3 separate regions of the Zea mays genome follow, and regions 1 and 2 are each linked to region 3. The links are chromatin contacts, called in public Hi-C maps. All regions are on one chromosome and are shown on one strand. Each heading gives the region's core, a stretch centred on a gene start, on an enhancer-like site or on the middle of the called end of the contact. The rest is flanking DNA. Distances are from core to core; before and after follow the strand shown. Region 1 holds the start of LOC100383543 (Pentatricopeptide repeat-containing protein chloroplastic). Region 2 holds the start of LOC100285815. Region 3 holds the start of LOC100191851.

Region 1 (4,209 bases), core at 1,110-3,609, 720 kb before region 3:
TATCAACGATACGTCCACTGAGGGTTGTTTATCTCTAGGAGACGGCCGAAAGTTGCTAATGCATCATAATACTTGCGGATCTTGAGATATCCTCTTATAGCAGAAACATCAGATTCTCTGAATTTGGCCTTCTCTATAATTAGTTCAATAGCACTAATAAGATAATCATCCATGCCCAGATTCAATAGACCTTCAGCTAGCATTCGAAAGGATGAAAACTCAGGCATGAAACCCTTATTCACCATCTCCACCAAGAAATCAAAAGCTTCTTTGATAGGCCCTCCACCACGACACAGACCACGGAAAACAATCTTATATGTGAGGGCATCAGGAGGCTCACCCACCTCAGTCATCTCCCTGAAAAGACTAAGAGCATCTCTTAAATTATTCCGTCTAAACAAAGACTGTATCACCGGGTTGTAAGCTTTTGGAGTAGGTCTAATCCCTTTAATTCGCATGCCTCTTAAAAGCTTCAAAGCAACCTGAGTCCTACCAGCCTTGCATAGACCATTAATGAGTGTTCCATATGTGACAACATCAATTTCAAATCCATTTGCTGTCATAGTTTCTAAAATATCAGCTGCCTTCTTGAGGTCCCCCTGCTTGCAGTAATGTGTTAGAATAGAATTATAAGTGATATTACTAGGTTGTAATCCTTCCTTCACCATTTGCTCAATAAGTTCTGTTGCGTCATCGATCCTCTTGGCCTTGCACAAGCCATCAATAAGAGTATTAAATGTGACAGCACTCCTTGAAATACCATGTGCATCCATTTGATCAAAAACCTCCTCAGCTTCTTCTATTCTCATTTGCTTGCATAATGCATCAATTATTGTGTTATATGTCACTGTACTCCGAGGGCAACCATTGGATTCCATCTCCTTCAATAAATCCAAAGCATTTACAAGCTTCCCCATTGAGCAAAGATGATCAATCAAAATGTTGTATGTAACTTCATCAGGAGCGCATCCACTGCTCTTCATCTCCTCAAACAATCGAATGCCAAGATGAGGATCTCCTACCTTGCAAAGGGCATTTATCAAAATATTGAAAGTATAGACATCTGGAGAAAGTCCCTTCACAGTTAGCTCACGTGCAAGGTCCAATGCTTCCTCAAGTCGATTCTGTGAGCACAGAGCAACAATGAGAGTGTTGAACGTTGTGGTGTCAGGCAAACAACCCCTATCCACCATCTGATTTACAATTCCCTTGGCCTCATCAAGCTCTCCATTTTTACTGAGGCAGTTGATAACAGTATTGTAGGTGAAAACATCAGGATCATGGCCCTCCTGAAGCATCAGATCCATGACTTTCAAGGCATGGCTGACATGTCCGTTTTGGCACAAACAATGAACAAAAGTATTATATGTGACCTGATCAGGTTCAAATCCATCAGCAATCTCTTTCTGTATGTAGCCAAGCGCATCTTCCACTCTTCCCATCTTGCAGTAGCCATTAATCAGAACATTGACAGTTACCCTTGTTGGTGAGCATCCAGTTTCCATCATCTTTGTCTTCACCCTCAGAGCCGCCTCAATGCTTCCCTCCTCAATAAATCCTTGCATCAACGTGGTGAATGTGGTCTCATCAGGCGCCACAGCATGGCTCGACATCTCCTCCAGCATCAAGACCGCGGTCCTGACCTGATGCGCCCGGCACAGCGCCTTGATCAGCGTGTTGAGTGTCACAACATCAGGCTGAATCCCGCGATCAGTCATCTCGTTGTAGACCGACTCCAGGAGCTTCATCCTGCTCCCCTCCGCAAGGACATTGAGGAGGTGGTTGTACACCGCCGTGTCCGCCTGAACCCCGAAGGTGTTCAGCTGGTTCCGAACTAGGTCCACGGCATCGTCGAACCGCCGCAGCCGCGCGTAGCTCTCGACAAAAGACCGCACCACGCCAGCCCCGGCCTCATGCCCTTCCCGCCGCATCTCCCGGACAAGCCCCTCCATCAAGTCGAACGCGCCGGCCGTGCCGAGCTTCTGGATGATCTCCTCGTACACGGCGCGGCTGGGGGCGAAGTCCTCCCGCGCGAGCGCCGAGTTCAGCATCTGGAGCGCTGCCTCGGGGTCCGCCTGCTCGCGCAGAGCGGTGAGGAGCCGGTCTTGGTCGGAGATGGCGTAAACCCGGAGGGGCGCGGGACGGGGACGACGCCGGCGAGGCCGAGGCCGCAGCGCGGGTGGCCAGGCATGGACATTGCACAGGCACGCAGACGCCGCCGCTGGTGCTGGCGAAGCGCGGGAGAAGGAAGCTAGGTACGACGTGGCGGCCATTGTGACAATGTCGCAAGCATTTGGTGCGCGTTCTTCTGGGCTACAAGGGATGGTAAGCTCAGAGGCCGGCGGTGCAAATGAAGCAAATGGGTCAAGGGGATTGTAGTTGTTGGGACCTTGGGTATTGGGAGCAATTGACAAGAAGGCGGGTGAAAGGGAACAAACGAAAGCTTCCACTTCCACTTCCAGAACTTGCGCGCTGGCGAACAGAAGGGAAGAGGAAGAAGCAGTGCGGCACCGTGACTTGAAGCCGAAAAGATAGGGTACAGCTGTACAAGGCTTTTTTTTCCCTCCTTTTTGGTTTGGCCCCTACGCTCCTTGTTTTTTGTGTTCCTTTGGCTGTCGTGATTTTTTTTTTCTTTTCATCAGACTCCTGCATTTTTTTTGTGATTCCCGTCTCTACTGATGCTTTGCCTAACCCTCATATATTCGAATTCTAATAAATACGTAGAATATTCTCTTATCTATAGTCTTCAATGATATTATTATCTAAAGTCTCCTCTAAATACAGAAGACACTCATACATTCTCTCTTTATAAGGACTTTGTCTTCTCTGCTCTATCAATTTTTATACTTTAGACAAAGAATTAAGTAAATTTAAATATGTACAATATATTTAAGGGTGTAAAATACATATGTATAAAAATTTAGAGAAAAACATATGTAATACGAGCCTTTGATGTATAGAAAACGAGATATAGAGGATGTTGTTGATGATGAATGAGATATATAAAATAAATTCTTTTAGAGGAGTCTGTAATAGATCATCATAAAAAAAATATAGAGGACTCCTCTAGAGATGGTTTATAAATTCCATGTATCATGTAGCTGGTCAATATAGAACCCGGATCACTAGAGCTCGACAGTTCTAAACTGCCACTACCAACTAATGGTGTCTATTTCTTCTCTGTGTTAAAATACGTGTCCAAGTTAATTCCTTTTTATGGTAGATTTTCTAATAGATTGTGTCATAAATTAATTTTATAACCTGTATCAACTTAGAAGTCCTAGTTATATACTCTATCATATAAGGAGTTGAACCATGCATATAAATATAGAGATGTTGCTTTTATGAAAGGTGCAGCGCTTTCAGACACATCTGGCTTTTAACATAGTAATTAGAGTAAGTAACTCAATAATCTAGCCACCACAATTACATGGCTACATTCTTAGCTGTGATTTTTTAGCTAGACATACTATTTGAAAGTCGCCTAGAGGGGGGTGAATAGGCAAATCTAAAATTTATAAACTTTAAGCACAACTACAAGCCGAGGTTAGCGCTAGAAATATAATCGAGTCCGAAAGATAGGGCGAAAACAAATCACAAGCAAATAAGAGCGAATGACACGGTGATTTGTTTTACCGAGGTTCAGTTCTTGCAAACCTACTCCCCGTTGAGGTGGTCACAAAGATCTGGTCTCTTTCAACCCTTTCCCTCTCTCAAACGGTCACCTAGACCGAGTGAGCTTTTCTCTTCAATCAAACGAGACACTTAGTCCATTACAAGGACCACCACAACTTGGTGTCTCTTGCTTTGATTACAAGTGAGTTGAGAACAAGAATGGAGGAAGAAGAAAAGTGATCCAAGCGCAAGAGCTCAAAAGAACACGGCAAAAACTCTCTCTTCTAGTCACTATTGCTTTGAGTGGAATTGGGACTTGGAGAGATTTTGATTCACTCTAATTGTGTCTTGTATTGAATGCACTAGCTCTTGTATTGAATGTGTTGGCTGAAAACTTGGATGCCTTGAAGTGTTGGTGGTTGGGGGTATTTATAGCCCTAACCACCAAAGTGTCCGTTGGGGGAAAGCTGCTGTCGAAGGGCGCACCGGGCAGTCCGGTACGCCACCGGACACTGTTCGATGCGCTAGCCATGTCACCCAACCGTTAGGGTTCGACCATTGGAGCTTCTGACATGTGGGCCACCGGACAGTCCG
Region 2 (4,350 bases), core at 736-3,235, 520 kb before region 3:
AATCGTTCGCAACCAAGTTCGTGTCACTGAATTGGTACTCGACCTGCATGCACAAAGGTGAGAACAATGAAACTATAAGGGCAACAACCACTGTAAAACCCAAAAGCAAAAACAAAACAAATCAAAAACGTCCAACAGCGCATGATCTACAACGTAGATCCGAGAATCACGAGAATTATCACTGAAATAAAAACGTCACTAGTTAAGTTGTGATAAATAAATGTCTGCATCATTGAAGAAGTTCAGGATGAGGGAACCAAAGATCATGCGGCTCCCTGATCTGTTAGATTAGAGCAGAGAAGATCACCTGCAGCAGCATGCGCTCTCGGCGTTTCCGGTTTTTTTTTCCCAGAGATCTACAGTTCTACGCGACGGTGACTCGGCGTCAAGCGACGCGAGTAATGTGCACCGGAAACAGCAGAATAATTAAGCGAGGAGGTTCCGAACCTGCTTGACAATCTTATCTGCGATGTCGGCCACACTTGCGCCGCCTTTGGGGTTAGGGTAGCCATTGATGCCGCCGGTAGCTCTGAGGATGTCGCAGTGTCCAAAGTCCGGCAGGAAGGACGACGGCGACGTGGGGTCCGGCTCGGCAAAGAAGTTCATCCAGTCCGTGCCCAGCCCGCCATCGCCGGAAAGCTGCACGAACGGAGAATAGTAGCCGCCGCCGGCGGCGGCCGCCGCCAAAGGGCTGGCCACCGGGACGAACTCCCGCGCGTGCACGTTGAGCCTGAACGGCATGGAGCAGCCGCCGCTGCCAGCCGACGCCGCCTTGCTGGAGCTCTCGCGGGCGCGGCCGTCCTGTGCCATCGCCTCTTGTTCCGTCGACGACTGCTGATGCGATCGAGCCTGTGCCAGCCTGGGGCTGCCCGCTGCATCCACGTGTAAGCATATAGCGTACGTGTTTGACCTCTTCTCACTCAGCGTAATATTTTGTGAGGTGGGAGCGTTTCTAGCATACGGACTAGTTTTTTTTTATATAAAAAAAGTGATAGGAACTCTGTCATCCGTTAAAGTAGGAAGAAAAGAATTTGATAGGAACTCAGCCAGCCTCCATGCTGCTGTGTTCAGACTAGTTCCCACCCCACCAACGACCCGAGTAGCATTAGATATGCTGACAAGGGCCCCAAGTCATTCCATTCCATCCAAATTTTCTCTATTTTAACACAAGCGGTCGTTTTAGGTAAAAAAAATTTGTGAAAAATATGTAGCGACGATTTCAAACCCATTCACCCTGTCAAATCCTCTCTATTTTAACACATTTTATTTCGCATAGTTAACAATTTGCAGCAATCATCCTATAATTTCAAAGCATAGACTTTATCCTAACAAATCTAAAGATACACCACCCATTTCATCGCATTTTCTTTTGCAGAGTTGGTCCCCTCAGCTAAGGATCTTGATTTTTGCAAGATCTTCGACTGGATCCGGATGTAACCGCTATCTTAGATACGATTTAGCATGGCTCTGTTTTTAGCTTGAGCTCCAGCTCCACTGGTTGTTTTCATAGAGCATTTAGCAAAACAACTGCCTATATATATAGAAGCTGTTTTTGTGAAAGTCTATCCCTTTGGTTGGTCTTTTGATTTTTTTGGAAGCAAGAGCAGGTTTGGAATCCAAAGCTTCAGAAAAGTACTTCTCCTAAAAAAAAGAACGCTAACTAACTGGACAGCTAGTTAGTTACAGTCCAGATAAATTTTTAAGGCTGGTGCTTTTCGGTAGCATAAATTTCACAGCATCTTAAGCCATGTTTTTGGCTTCCAACTTGTTTTTTTAAATCTGTACATAAACAAAATAACTGACAACTGTTTTAACAAATATAAAAAGAAGAGATATATTTTATAGTTGTTTTAAACTAACATATTATATTTTTTTCAGCGTATAATCCGTACTTTTTTTTCACAGCTCACGGTTTCTGAGATCTCCAGTCCATCGTGCGAGCCTCCGTATAGTTAAGCCAGGCCCAAATTACGTTGTCTCGGCCCACAAATGCTGGACAGCTCAACGAGTCACTTTTGCCGTACTACCGGGCCAGCGCCGGAGCGCAATACCCGGAGCCCGGCGGCCTTCCCACGTTACCCGGCACCGCCGTCGGCTGCTGCTGCTCCCGCAAAGCCCGAATGCCTGCACCGCCGGCCGCACCGCCGGTGCCACCGGCCGCTCCCTGGCGTCGGCACGCTCCCACGGCGGCCTCCTCTACTCCCAGAACCGTCCTGCTCCTCCTACCGATCCTCCTGCTGCTCCTCTTCGTGCTCTCCAAAGCGACGGATCTAACCTTCTCCACCACCACCACCTCCTCCTCCTCCTCCCGCCATGTTCCAGTCAACCTCCGCTCCTTTGACTGCTACGCCTCGCCGCAGGCTTCCCCGATGGTCGCCAACCTTGTGGAGGGCGTGCCCTACCCCTTCTTCTACTCGCTCGCCGACATGGGTACCCTCCCCGACCACCCCCACAAGAACATCGCTCGTCTCCTCAAGGGCAAGCGCTTCCGCAAGCCCGACATCTCCGAGACCATCCAGGAGTTGCTCGGCGGGGAGGTGGGGAAGGGGGAACCATCCGGTGGTTTGGTGGTGGACGTGGGTGCCAATGTTGGGATGGCATCATTCGCGGCCGCCGTGATGGGGTTCCGGGTGCTTGCATTCGAGCCCGTGTTGGAGAACCTGCAGCGGATATGTGATGGGGTCTACCTCAACCGGGTGCAGGACCGCGTTGTGGTGTATCACGCTGCAGCTTCTGATCGAGTTGGGACTACTACGATGCACAAGGTAATGGTTCTGATCATGCAACTTTGTGTTGTCACTGTTATAATTGCTAAACGCAGTCATTTAGAATTGGAAAGTGCTGTGTTCTTTTACCCAATGAATGGACATCTTTTGCATACTGGTCTCTATGTATGGCACTTTGATCATGTTATTGGCAGAACAAGCTTGCATGGATGTCACTGTAATTAGAGTCGGAATTGTAACCAAGTCCCCCATAGGCTCTACAGTCTACACTTGATTCATAACTAGAAAGCTTCTCTGGTATAGTGGTGCTTCACTAACCGGGGCGCCGAAATACCGAAATAGGAATTATGCTTGCTATTATTAGAAATGTCCAAAAAATTATCATATCCGTGAAGCAGAAAGCCAGAAACATAAATGTACTCACATTAATGGGGAATAGATGGAACTGAATTAGTTAATTCATGTTGACATTGTCAATTTATCGAGAACTCTCTTTTCCTCGGTGAAACAAGAATCTATTTTGCTCAAAGCAAAGGCAAGGAACACTTACTTTAGCCGTTGTTTCTTTTGTGATATGTCTTCCTTAAGGAACAAGCTTCCATGGGAAATCAGTATTACTTGTCCAATCTCATACTGATAAACTTTAATATTGTTAAAGCAAAAGAATGAACTTTTCATTATAGGCTTACTATTTTTCTCAGGAATTTATAGCCTGTATATTTCTTTGAACATTCATGTGCAACCATGATTGATTGATTGCCACTATCACATATCTGAAATTAGGCAAGACATAAGTGCATAAACAAGATCCACATGCATGTAAGACATTACAGTTTGGCAATTATTCTGATTCCTAGTTTTACAAGAGAAATTTACATGATCTATAAATCTCAAATTGCTTTCTATGTTTCTGGGTAATGCTTCTGTTTTGCTTTTTTCCACTACTTATTGCGTATTCTGGTAACCTAGGTGATTGGCCGACTTGACAACAGTGCTATATCTGCAATTGGTGCAAAGTTAGCATTCAAGTCTAATGCAGAAGTTGCTGTTGAAGTTTCCACAATTCCATTGGATGAAGTTGTTCCAGATACTGAGAGAGTTCTTCTGATCAAAGTTGATGTTCAAGGCTGGGAATACCATGTACTGAGAGGTGCATCAAAATTGCTTTCAAGGAGGAAAGGTGAAGCTCCCTACCTTATATATGAAGAAGATGAACACCTGCTGCAGGCTAGCAACAGCAGTGCACAGGAGATAAGGGCATTTCTCACTAGTGTTGGTTACAATCACTGTACCAGGCATGGAAATGATGCTCACTGTACAAAGGAATAGACAAATTTGTTTCTGACCGGTGCTCTTATGCTCCTAAGCTTGGGCTGTATATGAACTGCGAAGAATCAATTGAGTTCTGGCAGTTTTGCCCCTTTGTTACTCACCAAGGCCAGATGTTTAGACATGTCATGTGCCCAATAGTTGTGTTGCATCGAGTTCCATGGTATCCATTGCCTTTAACTTTTAGGTTAGTTTGTTGGTTGCGGGACCTTTTGTTATTACTGTCTCTGGTAGGGAAAAGATGCCGTTCCTACTGGACTTACCGACTTAGCAATTGAGTTAACTGACCATTTGC
Region 3 (4,825 bases), core at 1,635-4,134:
ATTTGGAGCCGTTGGCACATCGGACACTGTCCGGTGCACAACGGACAGTCCGGTGCCCCCTTCAGACCGTTGGCCCGGCCACGCGTCACGCGCGGATTGCGCGGCCGACCGTTGGCTCACCGGACAGTCCGGTGCACCACCGGACAGTCCAGTGATTTATATCCGTATGCTGCCGTCGAGACCCGAGAGCAGGCAGTTCACCAGACGCCAGCCTGGCGTACCGGACACTGTCCGGTGCACCCAGACTGAGCAGAGCCTTGGCTGCTCGAGCCAAGTCTTTTCCATTTGTCTTTTCTCTGATTCTAGCACTTAGACAAATATGTTAGTACACAAAAACCAAAGTACTAAGTCTAGAATCATACCTTCGTATTGATTTGCACTTTGTCCACCATTTGGCATAGTTTAAACACATAACCATTTGTGTTGGCACTTTAATCACCAAAATACTTAGAAATGGCCCAAGGGCACATTTCCCTTTCAAGATGGACTCCTTTTCCTTGTCGTTGACCACCATCCCCTTTCTCTTAGGATCCATCTCTTCGGGCGGTTAGTCCCTTAAATGAAGAGTATGGCTCTGATACCAATTGAGAGCACCTAGAGGGGGGTGAATAGGTGATCCTGTAAAATCAAACACTAAATAGCCATAGACTTGATTATTAAAGTGTTAGTTAAATCAAGTGGCTATGGAACACGCTCGTGCGAACAAAACAATCACAAGAATCAACACACGAGACACGCGATTTTTATCCCGTGGTTTGGCCAAGTAACACTTGCCTACTTCCACGTTGTAGTGTCCCAATGGACGAGGGTTGCACTCAACCCCTTTCAAGCGATCCAATGATCAACTTGAATACCACAACTTTCTTCCTTATAGTCTTTCTCCCGTTTGCGAGGAATCTCCACAATTTGGAGCCTCTCGCCCTTACAATGATGATCACAAAAGAAACACAGAAGTAAGGGAGGAGAGCAACACACACAAGACTCAAATGCGTAGCACAACCACGCACACAAGTGAAGACTTGAGCTCAAACGACAACACAGGGAGTTCACAACTCGAATGGAGCTCAAATCACTAACACAGCGAATCAAATGTGTGGGAGCGGAGTCTGGATGTCTTAGTATGCTTAGAGAAATGCTTGGTGTACTCCTCCATGCGCCTAGGGGTCCCTTTTATAGCCCCAAGGCAACTAGGAGCCATTGGAGATCAATTTGGAAGGCATTTCTTGCCTTCTGTCGAGTGGTGCACCGGACAGTCCGGTGCACCACCGGACAGTCAATGTTCATGTCCGGTGCGCGATCTCCTCCATATCGGGCGCAACCGACCATTGCTCATCCGGGCCCGTTGGCGCACCGGACACTGTCTGGTGCACACCGGACAGTCCGGTGTGCCCAACCGACCGTTGGAGCGAGACACGCGTCGCCCGCAGATTGCGCAGCCGACCGTTGGCCGCGAGCGCCGTTGGCTCACCGGACAGTCCGGTGAATTTTAGCCACGTCGCTTTTTCATTTCCCGAGACCGACGAGTTCGTCGCGGATGACTCACCGGACAGTCTGGTGATTTATAGCCGTACAACTCCGTCGATTTCCGAGAGCAGCTGGTTCACCGTCGGCTAGCCTGGGGCACCGGACAGTCCGGTGTGCCAGGCCGAGCTGGAGTTTGGCTGCACACAGCCAAGACTTTTCCATTGCATTACTTCTTCTCTTAGCCCTGTTTCTAGCACTTAGAGAAACACATTAGTGTACAAAATAATATACTAAGTCTAGAAACATACCTTGTACTTTAATTTGCACTTTTCACACATTGTTTAGCACATAAGAACTTAATCAATTGTGTTGGGCATTTAATCACCAAAACATTATAGAAATCGCCCAAAGGCACATTTCCCTTTCAAGAGGAACATATATATATGGGTACGTTAAATGCTAGTCACAGTTTATGAGATCTGGTTGGTCTCTAGATACCCATGAAAGGCTATGGAGTTTGACTTATATGCTTCAACTAGAGGGGATGCGCTCGGCAGTACGATCGACGTTACAGTAAATAAAGATTGATGATGAGTAGCACAGTCGACAGTACGATCAATAGTTGATGTGGCGATCGACAAGACACTGGTTCACTGGAACCAGCATAAGATAGTTGATAACCTTTCTAAGTCAGCAGGTCGTGCATATGGTCGTATAAACACTATTTGCACTGTAAATAGCAACGTGATAGGGGATGAAATAGGAGAGTTGATGGAGATAACATACGAGGGCAAGATGATTGAGCATCCTAAATTTCATGTTTTTTATTGCCAGACACTTGCTCATCATCGGACTTGTAATGCCATGTATGTGCTAGAAAACAGCGATTAGTAACAAGATCTCCATCTCTGTAACATGTATGTGATGCAAAGAAGGTTTAACTTAACATAACACAATCACACTCCTTTCGTTAAATTTTTTTTGAAAGAAAGAGATTGGAGGGGATTTTAGCCCTCAATCCCCTCCCTTCCAAACAATGGCTAAATAACACAATCACAAAACCACGAGAGAAGGCATGAAGGAAACCACAAGCGCGCCAGGCATGAAGGAAACCACAAGCGCGCCAAAACCACCCCCAGGCGGCAGCGCCCGTAGGCACCAACCCACCCACAGAGAAGGCATGAAGGAAACCACAAGCGCGCCAGCGCAGCAGTCGGGGAGAAGTGGAAGTGGACTCGAGGATCACTCTCGCTATCGACTACGCTATCTCAACTGCCACGGACAATCGAAACCAACAGTGAATCAGCCGGCGCCGCAGCATGCCTGTACCTCTCGGCTCTCGCTCTTATCCCCACCCACCTCGCTTTCTCCCCTCTACAAGAAAGCGACCACCGCTGTGAATCAGCAGAGCTGCAGTGAGAGCAAGTGAGAGGATCAGAGGAGGCATCCGTGACCAAAGATCGAGTAGCCAAGAAGAAGAGAGATGAACGCCGACTTCGGCGCGCCCAAGGAGCTCGCGGGAGGCCTGCAGCAGCGGCGGGCCCTGTACCAGCCCCGCCTCCCGCCATGCCTCCAGGTGATTCCCATTTGGTCGAGCGATCACCCGCCTTTCATCTGTGCGATTCCTGTCCGCCTGCTCATCTGACATCTCTCCCCCGTCTCTGCTGGGCGTGATTCTGATCCCTCATGATTTTTTGGTGGTGGTGATTGGGAGGGGTTATTGGGGGTTTACCCTTCTTGATTCCTCTATCTATCGACGGCCAAACAATCGGTTTTGACTTTTGACCCAATTCCTTCCTTCTCCTCCAGGGACCGACGGTAAGGGCGGAGTACGGTGACGCGACCACAACCATCGATCCCACCTGTGCCCAAGCCGTCGCGCAGGCCTTCCCGCACACCTTTGGCCAGCCGCTCGTCAGCTTCGTCGCGCCGGCCGCCGGCGCCGGCGCCGTTGAGGAGCGCCACCCGATCAGGCCCGCCTCATGACGCCCTGTCTAATCATGTGCGTGCGAGATCGCGCGAGGCTTGCCTGAATTTGCTTCCTTGCAGGGTGGGCGTGGTGTTCTCTGGGAGGCAGTCGCCGGGAGGGCACAACGTCGTCTGGGGCCTCCATGACGCACTTAAAGCCTACAATCCTCAGAGCTTGCTCTACGGATTCGTCGGTAACCAAAATCTCGCAAATTACCTATTCGGTCACATTTTTGGCTATTTATACAAAGTACCTTTTCCTCCAGTATCTTTTTTAAGATTTGTGTGCTTCGTGTTATAGGTGGCACGGAGGGACTGTTTGCAAACAAGACGTTGGAGATCACAGACGATGTTCTTGCTTCCTATAAGAACCAAGGTTGGCTTCACTTGTTCTCCCCTAACTAATTGTGGCCAGGTTTCTGTTATTCTCAATACTGGGATATTTTGTTTGCTCTTTTCAAGGTGGTTTCGATTTGCTCGGTAGGAGTATCGATCAGATCCGCACTACTAAGCAAGTGAATGCTGCAATGACAACATGCCACAGTCTGAACTTGGATGGGTTGGTCATCATTGGAGGTACTAATTAAGGACACCCAATGCCCACAAAAGGCTACCAAAATCCGTCCACCTTTTGTTTTGACATAATTTGCATGGACATGCCACAAGTCACTACCGGAATCCGGCTCTTTGCCGAGTGCCGATGGGTTTGCGGAGTGTTTTTTTCGGGCACTCGGCAAAGAAATCAATAATTTTCACTAGTGATGATTTTTATCTCCTCTGTCCTAAATATAATTCTTTCTAGCCTTTTTTCTGTCCACATTCGAATGAATAATAATGAATGCAGACATACAAACAACATTCATAGATCAATTAATGAATGTATGTTTAATCTAAAACAAATTATATTTTGCGACAGAGAGAGTATTTTATAAACAAATTTACCATGCAGTTGGTGACCATCCAACCAGTTTAAATTTTGTTATGTTCTAACATGTGAAAACTCAATACATGTTTATCATTAGAATTACCTGGATTTTTCTAGTGGTTCAAACTAGCATTTAAAAAAACATCGTTCTCACTTGGTCTACAGGTGTGACCTCCAATTCAGATGCTGCACAGCTTGCGGAGACCCTTATTCAGAATAACTGTAAGACCAAGGTATAACCATTATTAGTCTAAACTGTTTTTAAATGCTCATATTCTTGGAGCACATATAAGACTCCTAAGAATCCAAAACCTTCATTAAACAGGTTGTTGGTGTGCCAGTTTCATTGAATGGTGACCTCAAGAACCAGTTTGTTGAAACAACAGTTGGATTTGATACAGTATGTAAGGTAAAGCGCAGTCTAGTAGAAATTTTGCATAATGTGTAGATCCTGATGGAACTGTAATC

What was found. Hi-C and Micro-C count contacts between places; a contact is called where the count stands out from the background.
Region 1: a Hi-C map of endosperm shows a contact between it and region 3, with 3 times the contacts expected there. The contact joins the promoter of LOC100383543 here to the promoter of LOC100191851 in region 3. A contact is called at or near these places in 3 of 25 Hi-C or Micro-C datasets (ear, endosperm and tassel).
Region 2: a Hi-C map of ear shows a contact between it and region 3, with 2.5 times the contacts expected there. The contact joins the promoter of LOC100285815 here to the promoter of LOC100191851 in region 3. A contact is called at or near these places in 2 of 25 Hi-C or Micro-C datasets (ear and endosperm).

What each region holds. Positions count from the first base shown.
Region 1 is chr1:227,404,725-227,408,933 of Zm-B73-REFERENCE-NAM-5.0, reverse strand. LOC100383543 (Pentatricopeptide repeat-containing protein chloroplastic) reads right to left here and starts at 2,359. Exons shown (of 1, transcript NM_001176191.1): 1 at 1-2,359. The coding sequence starts at 2,273. The coding sequence ends at 3.
Region 2 is chr1:227,209,279-227,213,628 of Zm-B73-REFERENCE-NAM-5.0, reverse strand. It overlaps LOC100285815, which reads left to right and starts at 1,985. Exons shown (of 2, transcript NM_001158705.1): 1 at 1,985-2,765; 2 at 3,696-4,158. The coding sequence starts at 2,121. The coding sequence ends at 4,055. It overlaps LOC103645318 (la-related protein 6C), which reads right to left and starts at 877. Exons shown (of 10, transcript XM_008668391.3): 1 at 448-877; 2 at 1-43. The coding sequence starts at 810.
Region 3 is chr1:226,685,138-226,689,962 of Zm-B73-REFERENCE-NAM-5.0, reverse strand. LOC100191851 reads left to right here and starts at 2,884. Exons shown (of 19, transcript NM_001137275.1): 1 at 2,884-3,040; 2 at 3,274-3,437; 3 at 3,514-3,626; 4 at 3,734-3,808; 5 at 3,895-4,008; 6 at 4,523-4,590; 7 at 4,683-4,766. The coding sequence starts at 2,948.